2 separate regions of the Danio rerio genome follow, and region 2 is linked to region 1. Evidence: chromatin contacts called from public Hi-C data. All regions are on one chromosome and are shown on one strand. The core of a region is the stretch at or near the end of the contact, and the rest is flanking DNA. Distances in the headings are between cores, read along the strand shown. Region 1 holds the start of vdac2 (voltage-dependent anion channel 2). Region 2 holds the start of slc25a16 (solute carrier family 25 member 16).

Region 1 (5,860 bases), core at 1,777-4,276:
AAAATATTTTGAAGAATGTTGATAAACAGACAGGTGGAAATAAAAAAAATAAAACAATAAAAAAGCGAGAGAGATTTTGAATAGATCACTTGTTATAAATTATGCATTTACTTTTTTTTTTTTTTATCTTAAGTAAATGTGAGATTTACATTTTTGGAACAGTAAGTGGGAAAGATGCCCTTGCTTCTCTATTAAAAATGATGAACAGTAATCTCAGCTAATGCTGTAAAATATATAAAGATGCCCTATCAATTGCATATTACTAACTTCTTAAGTAACAGACAACAACAGAGTACCAACTATTGAATTTATTATTAGATATAATGTATAAATAAAAAAGACATTTATTTAAACATTAATTTTAGATATCCCCAACTCAAAATCAAAGACAATAAAATAGACAATATTACAGAAATAAAGCAAAAACATTCATACCAATCATATGCTCATGAAGGAGTATTGGTGTGTTTGACCGAGTCATGCAAGTTAAGTTTTGTTTTACAAGATTAATATTAATACAGTTCATTTACTATGAGCACTCACTTAAACCTTTCCTAAATTTAATAATTAAAAATAAAGATTTTTTTTTTATTTTAGTTTTTAGTGGTTTTAGTAAGGAATTAATGCAAGTAGAGAATGGCTGTTTGTAAAGCTTACAGCGTCATCTGCTGTTAAACTAAGTGCAAAATTTATACAAAGGTGAAAACAATGATTTATAAAATCTTGAAATCAGTTTCTCACCATAGCTGATAGCTCTAATAAATATTGAGAGAAATACCCTTCTTAAGAGACTGTTTCTCTAGTGAACTCAGAGCTGTGGACACTAAATGCCAGAGAGAAATTTCATGTCTAATGACATATAGTTTACATAAGTATTGACTTCTTTCTTCCACTGAAATACTGAGCTATTACAAGAGATATAATTAAATGTTCATGATTATTTTAGAATTTGCAACATGAGTTTGTGTCCTTAAAGGACTTCAAGGATAAGGTCAGGGTCCCCAATCCAAGTCAAATCTCAAATACCTTCACTTTGCCCTGGATTTACTGACTAAAAAGGATACCAGTAAAGTTGGTTTAATATTCGCACATTTGTCTTTTAGAAGTCTCTATATTGTTTACCTTGTTACTTTGAATATTCGATCGTAATTAGCATGCAAGAATTACTTAAAAACAACATTAACACTATGTAATTGACTCAACAATGTTGTACTTTGATAGTCATTGGCTGCCTTTATGATTTTCCTATTTAGAATTTGCAATGAATACTTTTCTGAAATTAAGTTAAGGAGAATGTTTGAATATCCAAATATAAAACCAACTTTACCTCTAAAAAATGCAAACAAATCATTAAAATAATAATAATAAATAAAACATTAGACCTCGTAATATCCCATATTTCAGAAATTTCATGACTCATGGGAACCCTATAAGATTGTTGTGCTAACTGTATGGAGTCCATCTAATATCTAGTTAAAGTTCTCTTTACACATCAGACAAAATTGTCTATATTGGGGTACACAACATGTTTTGGCTAAAAATCAAAAAATGTGTATTAGTAAATACATGTAATTACACCTTTTAGTCTCATCTCCAGGCTGGTTTAATGCAATCAATTATAAAAGAAACATCTAGCAATAAATTTTGAAAGAAAATAACTACAATACAAACCCAGGAAGACTGTAAATAATACAGATACAACCAATATTAGAATATATAGGAATACGCTAACATTTATTTTTCAAACAGAGTAAATAACTGATTCTAAATATAGCAAAATGCTTCACCTGTGACCTTTATCATATAGGTCATTGAGATTGAGGTAAAGTTGGTTTTAGATTTACATGTACAGCTTCAGAAAAGTATTACTTGAAAATCCTAAATAGAGAAAGACATATTAGCAGCAAATTACTCTTAACATTGTTCACAGTGAATTAAATGATGCTAATGTTGTTTTTAAGTCTTACTTGCATGCGATTTTAGAATATTGAAAATAGCATGGTTAACAGGGACCGTGTAACAAGTTGTCAGTTCAATAATGTACGGATGTGCTAATATAAAACCAACTTTACCTCAATGTCATTGAGTAACAGGAATGTCTGGTCCCACAGATTTGTCAGGCGCATACCATCCATCAGATCTTTCTTTTCAGGAAGTACAAAAATAATTACTTAAATACTCCTTGGCGCTTTAAACATGTAATAAAAAATATTATACTATACTATTAATTTGGCATAAATGCCTATTAAAATTGTGTAGGATTATTACCCTCTAATAATAAACTGAATTAATAGATGAGTTCAGGAACTGCTCTATTATAAAGGGCAAAGTAAGGGCAAGGCGAACTGCGGATTTACTACCCAATTTAACGCAGCCGCAGGAAAGCTTCTGAAGGCCACATGCAAGACTGGACCAGAGGGATGTACAACACTAACTGTAATTAAATCAAACAAAAAGTGAAGAAAAGGAGCTGCAAAATATGATGAGAGTGACTCAGGTCACGCATTTTTGGTGCTGCTCGGATGCAAGAGAAGTCAGCAGGAGCCGCACTGATCTGAATTAAAGCTACACTATAGATTAGACTGTAAAGCTGCTGAGCTGTGCTAATGTCACGCTATGACCGATCACAGGCTCATCTGTTTCTCTCCGGTCGTTACAGTAAGACAGACCGTGTGTGTGAGAGAGAGAGATATCGAGCAAGCTCAGCTAACGCGTGCTAATGCGCTAGCTAACACGAAGTAGAAAGCTTGCGAATTAACGTCTCCGACGCTTTCAATTCAGCCACATATGATTCCCGCTCCTCTCGGCGACTTACCTGTTAAAAGGAGTGGAGTGCGGTTATTGAAACGCGGCTGCTGAAGTTATTCCCAGCGCTGAGCCAATGTGGAGGGTCTGGCCAGTTGGAGGGCGAACTGAAGGAGACTGTAATGTAACACACCCGTGCCGACAGCCTCCCGCTCAAGGACCCCGGGCTGTCCTCACCTCTGCCTGACGGTAATTGCTAACGGCCAGGAACAGATGTGTGGCTTGCGCGGTATTGCGACATGCTACTGTACGTCAATTTAAGTCGCCAATATACTGCATGTCCTGTGACTCAGTTATTTTTTAGACAAGGGCTATTACATTGAATTTACATCATATAGTGTAAAAGGTACGCCATTGAAACATTAGTAAAAAGACTGTTTACTGGCTCGGTTCTATTAAATTATTTTTACTCATTTATGATATTTACTAATACACTATTAATATGTACTTTAATGGTAACTGAGGTAGTTAACTAATGGAACAATAATGAAAAGTGTTACAGTTTTGACAAAGCTCATGACTCAAACATTTGTAAATTAGTTGGCGTAGTAGCAGTAGTTGCCTACTGTAATTGTTATATTGTAGTTCAATAAAAGATGTTATTTCATTAACATAAGCAAAATTAACTTTAATTTTTTATCTGTACTTTTTGTTTATTCAGTTTAAGTTTCAGTTTCACATTTAGCTTTGATTTCTGTACGTTGACTACATCATGGTGTAAAAGGTACACCATCCATTTTCAAGTTTAATGGCTCAGTTCTATTCAATTATATTTACTAACACATTACTCATAAGTACTTTAATGATCACTGAAGTAGTAAACAAATGGAAGATATTGTAAAGTGTATTAGTTTTGACAAAACCTAAGACTCATAAACACTTGTAAATTATTAAAAGTAGCAGCAGTAGTTACCTTCTGTAATTTTTATATTGCAGTTAAATAAAAAGATGTTATTTTGTTAACTTAATGCAAAATAGCTTTTTAATTTGTATATTTACTATTTATTTAATTAGTTTAAATTTTAGTTTCACTATTAGCTTTGATTTTTGTATGTTGTTTTTACATCATATGGTGTAAAAGGTACACCATCCATTGAAACACTCTTGAAAGGCTGTTTACTGGCTCAATTTCACTAATACACTATAATATGTTCACTAATACATTATTCAAATTTACTTGAATGGTAACTGAAGTAGTTAAAAGGTATGCCATTGAAACACTCTTGAAAGGCTGTTAACTGCCTCAGTTGTATTAAATTATATTTACTAATACATTATTCACATGTACTTGAATGATAACTAAAGTAGTTGACTACTGGAACAATATTGTAAAGTGATGTAGTTTTCGCAAAACTCATGACTCAAACATTTGTAAATTAGTAATAGTAGTAGCAGTAGTCACCTACTGTTTATTGTCTATTGCTATAGTGCAGTTAAATAAAAACAGGCCCGTAGCCAGGGGGTGATGGGGTTCGGAAGACCCACCCCTCACTGACAAAGGTCCAGAATTTGTCCCACATGAGCTCATTTGTCCTCATGTGGGAGTTTGACTACTATGTTATCATAAATATTGAAATATCCCATAGAAAAAGGCATTGAGACCAAGCAGAATCCTCTGTTGGCTGTCTAATCCAAGTGGTGCTCGCTGCAGAGCCATTTGAGGAGAGGTGAGCTCCAGAGAGGGGGAGCTTAAGCTTGAGCTCCACCTTTTTTGCACTTCTTCTACGAGTGATGTCACTGGGGGTAGGGTTAGGGGTGGGGTTGGTGTACGCATTAAAACAGCTTACAGGAGGAGGAGCGACAGCTCATGCTCCCCCTCTCTGGAGCTCACCTCTCCTCAAATGGCTCTGCAGCGAGCACCCTCTCGTCTAATCAGCTAAGCTTTGGCCAATGCAAACAATTATTTTTCATGAGTCCAACATCCTATGCCAGAAAACACACAATCTGATGTAAGTGAAGTCATCTTTCGCTATGTATTGCTTAGAAATGGAGAAAAAATTTAGGACCTTATTCTTGAAACAAAATGACTGATAAAAAGGTGTGAAGCACCAAAAGCGGCCCAAATTAAAATGAATATGAATACTAATTTGGCTCTTGTTATCCATGAATTTTCAAATGTAGGCCTACAACAGAGGCAAAAATAGTGAAGCTCTACATTATTATTATTCGTTCATTCAATCATTTTCTTTTTGGCTTAGTCCCTTTATTAATCTGGGGTCACCACAGCAGAATGAACCGCCAACTTATCCAGCATATATGTTTTACGCAACGGATGCCCTTCCAGCTGCAACTCATCACTGGGAAACACCCATACTCTTCCATTCACACAAACTGAAGACAATTTTAGCTTACCCAGTTCACTTATAGCGCATCTTTAGTCTTTAAACTTGTGGGGTAAACCGGAGCACCCGGAAGAAACCTGCGCGAACATGCAAACTCCACACAGATATGCCATGTGACCCAGCCGAGGCTCGAACCAGCGACCTTTTTGTTGTGAGGCGAGAGCGCTACTCACTGCACCACCGTGTTGCCATATTATTAATATTATCATTATTATTATCATCATCATCATTATTATTATTGTTTACATTTTTTTTTTCAAATGGCCAAATTGTGACTGAGGAAAGTTGAATGTGCTGGCTAGTTTGTTATTTGCCTAATAAATGAGCTACAGTTTTTAATTAAAAACTTTAACAGATTTTTGTTTTATAATAAAATAATAAAATTGTATTTTAAAAATAAGTATTTATTCATATTTCTTTATTCTAAATCTTTAGGAAAAAATGTTGGCGTATCAAAAAGTGTGGTGCAAATCCAGCTGAAAATAGTGCTTAAAATGTCACTAAAATGCAGTTATAAAATGCTCAGCATATATAGGTATCACAGATCTTTCTTTTAAATTCATTATTTGTAATGGCATTTGGCCACTAGGTGTCAGTACGCTACTTTATAACTGCGACTGCACTGCATTGAGCAAGAGGTTGGTAGGATGCGCACAGTTTTTGATCGTAACTAATCGTAACGTGCTACACAAGAAGCGTGCAATTGCAACGCC
Region 2 (5,860 bases), core at 2,474-4,973, 460 kb after region 1:
ATTTAAAACATTTTCAGAATAGACAAAACCTCCAAAATAATTTAGCCAAGTATTTAACTTCAAAGAACGGTTTAGATCACAGTCTTTGAATAATGTCTATTAATGGCCAAAGTTATGGTTTTTGAACAACGGTCATCTGATTTTGATACCAAAATAACACCTAAAACGACCAGTACAATCATTGTTTAATAGTCTTGTAAACTGGCTTACTGAAATAAATTAGCAGAATAAATGAAATCTCGAAAATGACTAGTGTTTCTCTTGAGACTATTTTAGGAGATTGTGAACGATTACTGCCTATTTTTATTATTTTGTGCCATACAATGTGACTAACTGCTAAAGTGGGACTGGAAAAACAACAGTATTTGAACAACTGTCACACTACTAAAATTGTACACATTTAGTTTCTTATTCCCAAAAAAGAGTAAGTAAATGATGACTAAAGGCACCTTTTTGTAGTTATCAAAAGCCATGAACTGTATGGCCCCATATGGGAAAATCCTGATCATCATAGCTCCATTTCCTTTATAGAGTCCAAGGAAACCCTCTTTTTTCGGCACAGCCTTAATTGTGGCAAACACTCCTGCAGAAACATGCAATGTATATGATCATCAATAACTTTTTTTAAAAATAACTTTTATCTAGTCCTTAGGTTCTCTAATAATCAAGTTATGCAAAATACCTGCAAATATTGGGACCTTAACTTACCAAGGTGTTTGTAATGAGGATTTTGAGCCTGTAGCAAAATTTTCACTCTATCAAGAGGCGCTATAGTGGATTTGGCACAGCATCCCGCAACACCTTTGTGATAAAAAAAATTATAAATTTACAATCAATTTTTAAATCAAAGCAATAATAATAAAAATAAAAATAATACTAATACTTCTACTACTACTACAACAACAACAATTACTACGACTACTACTAAAATAATAATAATAATACTGCTACTAATAATAATAATAATAAATAAAAATATTAATAATAATAATACAAATACTACTACTACTATTTCTACTACTACTACTACTACTACTAATACTACTAATCGTAAAAATAATAATAATATTAATACTAATGCTACTACTACAACTACTATTTCTTCAACTACTACTACTACTACTATTTCTATCACTACTACTACTACTACTACTACTACTACTACTACTACTAATAATAATAAAAATATTAATAATATATAATACTAATACTTCTATAATAATAATAATACTGCAACTACTACTACTACTACTAATAATAATAATAGCAACAACATTAATAATAATAACAATACTATTACTACTACTACTACTACTACTTCTACTACTAATAATAATACCATTACTAATACAAATACTACTACTACTACAAATAATAATCGTATAATAATAATAATTAAATTAACTAATTCATAAATCAAAGCAATAACAATAATAATAAAATTAAGTTAAGCAATAATAACCAATTTTTCTTTCTTTGTTACAGGAATAAAACCATATTTAATAAAAATAAATTAAATGTATTTCTGTTGGTTAAAAAACTGTTTTTGTTAAACTGTTAAAACACTGTTGTTGTTCAACTGCATACACAAATCAACTAAAATAATATTAAACTTTTTATTTTATCATTAATATTAATAATGACAATACTGATAATGATGATGTTTATTTGATACAGTGCCTTTCCAGTGCTCAAGAACGCTTCACAACAAAAGTAAGAGAACAACACAATAACAAAGTCAAACAAAAATAAGTAACAAAGACAAGACAACAAAAAGCAAAGTGGAAACCGAAACAACAGCTACTGAACTTAATGGTCATAACATTCAGAAAAGAAGTGTGTTAAGAAGAGACATAAACTTAGAAATGTTATTGATAATGCGGAGTGAGCGTGGGAGAGTTCCAGAGCTTTGGTGCAACAACACTGAATGATCTTCCAGAATCAGAATGATTTTACAAAATTTTTTAATTACAAAAGTATTTTAGTTTCACTTTAATAGAAATAATATTAAAAACAAAATATTTAAAACGGCATAACAGAAAATTGTTGCGGTTTTGAAACCCTGCTATTTCCAAACCGCAGTAAACCTTGAAACCGGTTATCATCCCATCCCTAGTAAATAATGGCAGAATTTTTATTTTTGAGTGAACTATCCCATTAACTTCAGTTCTGCTATACTTGCAGTTGAACAAACAGATTTCAGTACATCAGTATTCTGTGTTTGAAAAGTCACCTCCAGCAGTGAAAGAGCGTAACCAGTAGTATCCGTCTCTCTGCACAGGAGCAGGGATCTGAGGTCGAGCCCCTGAAGACACAGCCTCTGTCGTCATGATGGCTACTATCAAGACTGCAGTACATTCATGTCTTCACACTCTGGAATGTAGTAAATAAAAACAGCATTTGTATTGTTACACCTCAGCAGATCTTTGCCAAAGACTGGACTATGCACACAACTAAAGTCATATCAGTCATAAACCATTGTAAATTTACCACTTTACAAGTGCCTGGTTTGGGAAAAGTTTAACGAATACTTAAAAAAAAAAAAGTTTAAGTCATTCTAAATAAATATTTTTCTTCTGTTAAACACAACACAAGGTATTCATAAGACATATAGCATCCACTGACATCATAGTAGGAATTATTAAAATACTACAAAAGCACAATGGCTGTTTTTGACAACATTCTTCGAAACATTTGTTTACTCTGAACATTTACATATTTAAGTAATACACAAATGTTTTTTTTCCATTTTTATACCCATTACAGTAACACTTTTTTTTAGCTATTATAACCATTTCAGTAACACTTTTTTAGCTATTATACCCATTACAATAACACTTTTTTAGCTATTATAGACATTACAGTAATACTTTTTTAGCTATTATACCCATTGGAGTAACACTTTTTAGCTATTATGCCCATTACAGTAACACTTTTTAGCCATTTTACCCATTACAGTAACACTTTTTTAGCTATTATACCCATTACAGTAACACTTTTTGTAGCTAGACTAGTAGATAATTACATGTGATTTCAGTCAAATATTCAAAGCACCAGGGTAAACAATATAGGGAGCGTGTCACATGTTGTCATTGAACGAATGTGCGCATATAAGACCAGTTTTACCTGGTTAATGCACGTTAAAATACCACAAATGTCAGATAAAAGCATGGTAATTTTTGTGACCTTCTTTTCATTGCATTTTTAATATAGTCTGGTTGTTTTGCTTATAATTGAAAGGAAAATTTCATGAATAAAGAACATCAATACTTGCACATTGTTACATTGGTTACTGTTGCTTATTGATGGGAGTCAGCCAGCCGTGTAACTATAAACAGATTACACTTCTCATGTATTTTACGCTCAACTTTAGCCATAGCAACGAATAGCAAAGATTCCGGCAGATCTAACCTGAACGCTTGTAGAGAGAAAAAAAAATAAATCCAGGCTAAAATGAAGGTCATCGGTTACACAACTTATATGGTCTTGTTTGAGACTGAAGCTGTCTGCAGCTCTTCCTGTTAATAAAAACACTGCGTGTGTTTCCGCTGCGTAAACGCTATTTTCTACGACGGCGCAAAAGATTAGCTCTTTATCAGAACTATTCGTCTTTTGTTCTTTACAACTAGAGGATTTACTTACATTGAATGTACATCAAGGCATAGTAATAATCTTTTTCACGTGTTTTCGGCAGTTTCGTCCATACCGTGTCCTTCACTGATTCGTTTCCTGTCGCAGAATTAACACGTAATAGCGTGTCAACAAACGCACGGCGCCGCTTTTTAGCTTGATTTAAATGTTATACAAACTGCATTACAGATTAATGCTCATAAACATATAGTTTGGATATGGTTTTGTTTTTCAGCACTGTGTATTGTGATTTTGTCTTTGTTTAGGTCAAATGATGATCTTTGGGAGGACGATTGTTTGTTTTGCATTCAGTTTTTTATTATTATTATTATGGTCTGTAAAGAAACATTTATCAATTAAAACATCAATATATTTTTTAAACAACAGACAAATAACAATAAAACAAACAATATAATGCCAGGATGATAAAAGGCAAATAATAATAGCAGTACAAAAAAATAAAAAAACAAAACAAACACAAAAATCATGTATAAATTAAATAAAATTCTGACAATTACAAACAAGCAGTTTTTTTGTTGTTGGAAAATCTACCCTATATATATATAAATATATATATATATATATATATATATATATATATATATATATATATATAACATTTATATATATATATATATATATATATATATATATATATATATATATATATATATATATTTATATATATATATATATATATATATATATATATATATATATATATATATATATATATATATATATATATATATATATATATATATTAGACTGCTGCCCCGGCAACCCGGCCCCGGATAAGCGGATGAAAATGACATGACATTACATGACTATAATATTAACAATAATAATTCATTCATTCATTGTCTTGTCGGCTTAGTCCCTTTATTATTCCGGGGTCGCCACAGCGGAATGAACCGCCAACTTATCCAGCAAGTTTTTACGCAGCGTATGCCATTCCAGCTGCAACCCATCTCTGGGAAAACAATAATAATGATAATAATAATAACATTTCCCAGTAATGGCTTGCACATAAAGTTCCGCTGTGGAGACCCCTGATAAATAAAGGGACAAAACTAAAGGGAAATGAATGAATGAATGAATGAATGAATGAATGAATGAATGAATGAATGAATGAATGAATGAATGAATAATAGTTATGATTATTATCATAATTATTCATATTTATTTTTACAATAAATAATTAATTTTATTATTATATATTACTTAAGATTAAGTATTTTCATATAAATGTGTATACAACATACATTTATTGTGATTTAATCATTAATAATAATAATGTGAATGTGTTCTTTTTATTCTTCTTCTGATTATTATTATTATTACTATTATTATTATTATTATTTTATAAATGAGTTATAAACATATATACTTTTATAATGACAACAACAATACTACAGCTAATAATAATCATTATTATCACTATCATCATCATCATCATTTTACAGGTATACATTTTTTAACCTCATTGTTCCAGCACAGGTAAGTTAGAAGTAGGTCATTTACAAACAAATATTGTGTACTGTTTGCTTGTTGATTTAAGTAGACGAGTGACGACAATCATTATGAAACTTACGTCATCACAAGTCGTGGTCAACACATTTAGCAGTTAGCTGAAAGCGCAGTGAGTTAGCAGCCTAAAAACCTGCTATAATAGAGATTGCTGTAAAGACTGATGATCCCTGGAATAGAAATCCAATCCGGGTTTTCCCGCCACCTCACACCGACGTCCATTAAATATCCTTAAGTTGACTGGAGAGTGTAGATCGAGTCTGGCTGAGGGCTGCCGTCAATGGATTGACATAAGAAGATTTGCCTTTTATCAGGTGCTTTAGTCTGACAGTGGCAGCATGCGAGTCTACCAGTTTAATGCTATATTATGAAGACGCTGTTCAGTCTTTTCTAGCGAAGATCCATCGAAGAGAAATGCTGGAGGATCTGTCGTGTACAGGCGGGGAATATTATTAGCCCTTCAGACAGTGCATCTGTCTCTCCGGTATGTAAAGTATTTCAACTCCCTAAAAAGTGATCATAACAATACGGCAACCCTAAGAATGCAAGCCCTCTTCTTTATTATTTGATTTGTATCACAATTAAAAGTTTGTGGAGCAAAAAAACTAACTGAAACTGAAACAAATTATTGGTAGAGAGAAATGTGTGTGAACGTTAGTTAAGCGATTAGTCAGCCACGACGGCTGACGCAAACCTAGTT

Evidence for each region. A called contact is a pair of places that touch in the nucleus more often than the background predicts.
Region 2: a Hi-C map of hematopoietic stem cells shows a contact between it and region 1, with 4 times the contacts expected there. The contact joins the promoter of slc25a16 here to the promoter of vdac2 in region 1. A contact is called at or near these places in 2 of 18 Hi-C or Micro-C datasets (caudal fin and hematopoietic stem cells).

The regions. Positions count from the first base shown.
Region 1 is chr13:19,711,887-19,717,746 of GRCz12tu, forward strand. It overlaps vdac2 (voltage-dependent anion channel 2), which reads right to left and starts at 3,027. Exons shown (of 9, transcript NM_199585.3): 1 at 2,816-3,027.
Region 2 is chr13:20,175,552-20,181,411 of GRCz12tu, forward strand. slc25a16 (solute carrier family 25 member 16) reads right to left here and starts at 3,724. Exons shown (of 10, transcript NM_205549.1): 1 at 3,643-3,724; 2 at 2,234-2,373; 3 at 709-801; 4 at 450-583. The coding sequence starts at 2,330. It overlaps tet1 (tet methylcytosine dioxygenase 1), which reads left to right and starts at 5,384. Exons shown (of 12, transcript XM_068218728.2): 1 at 5,384-5,644.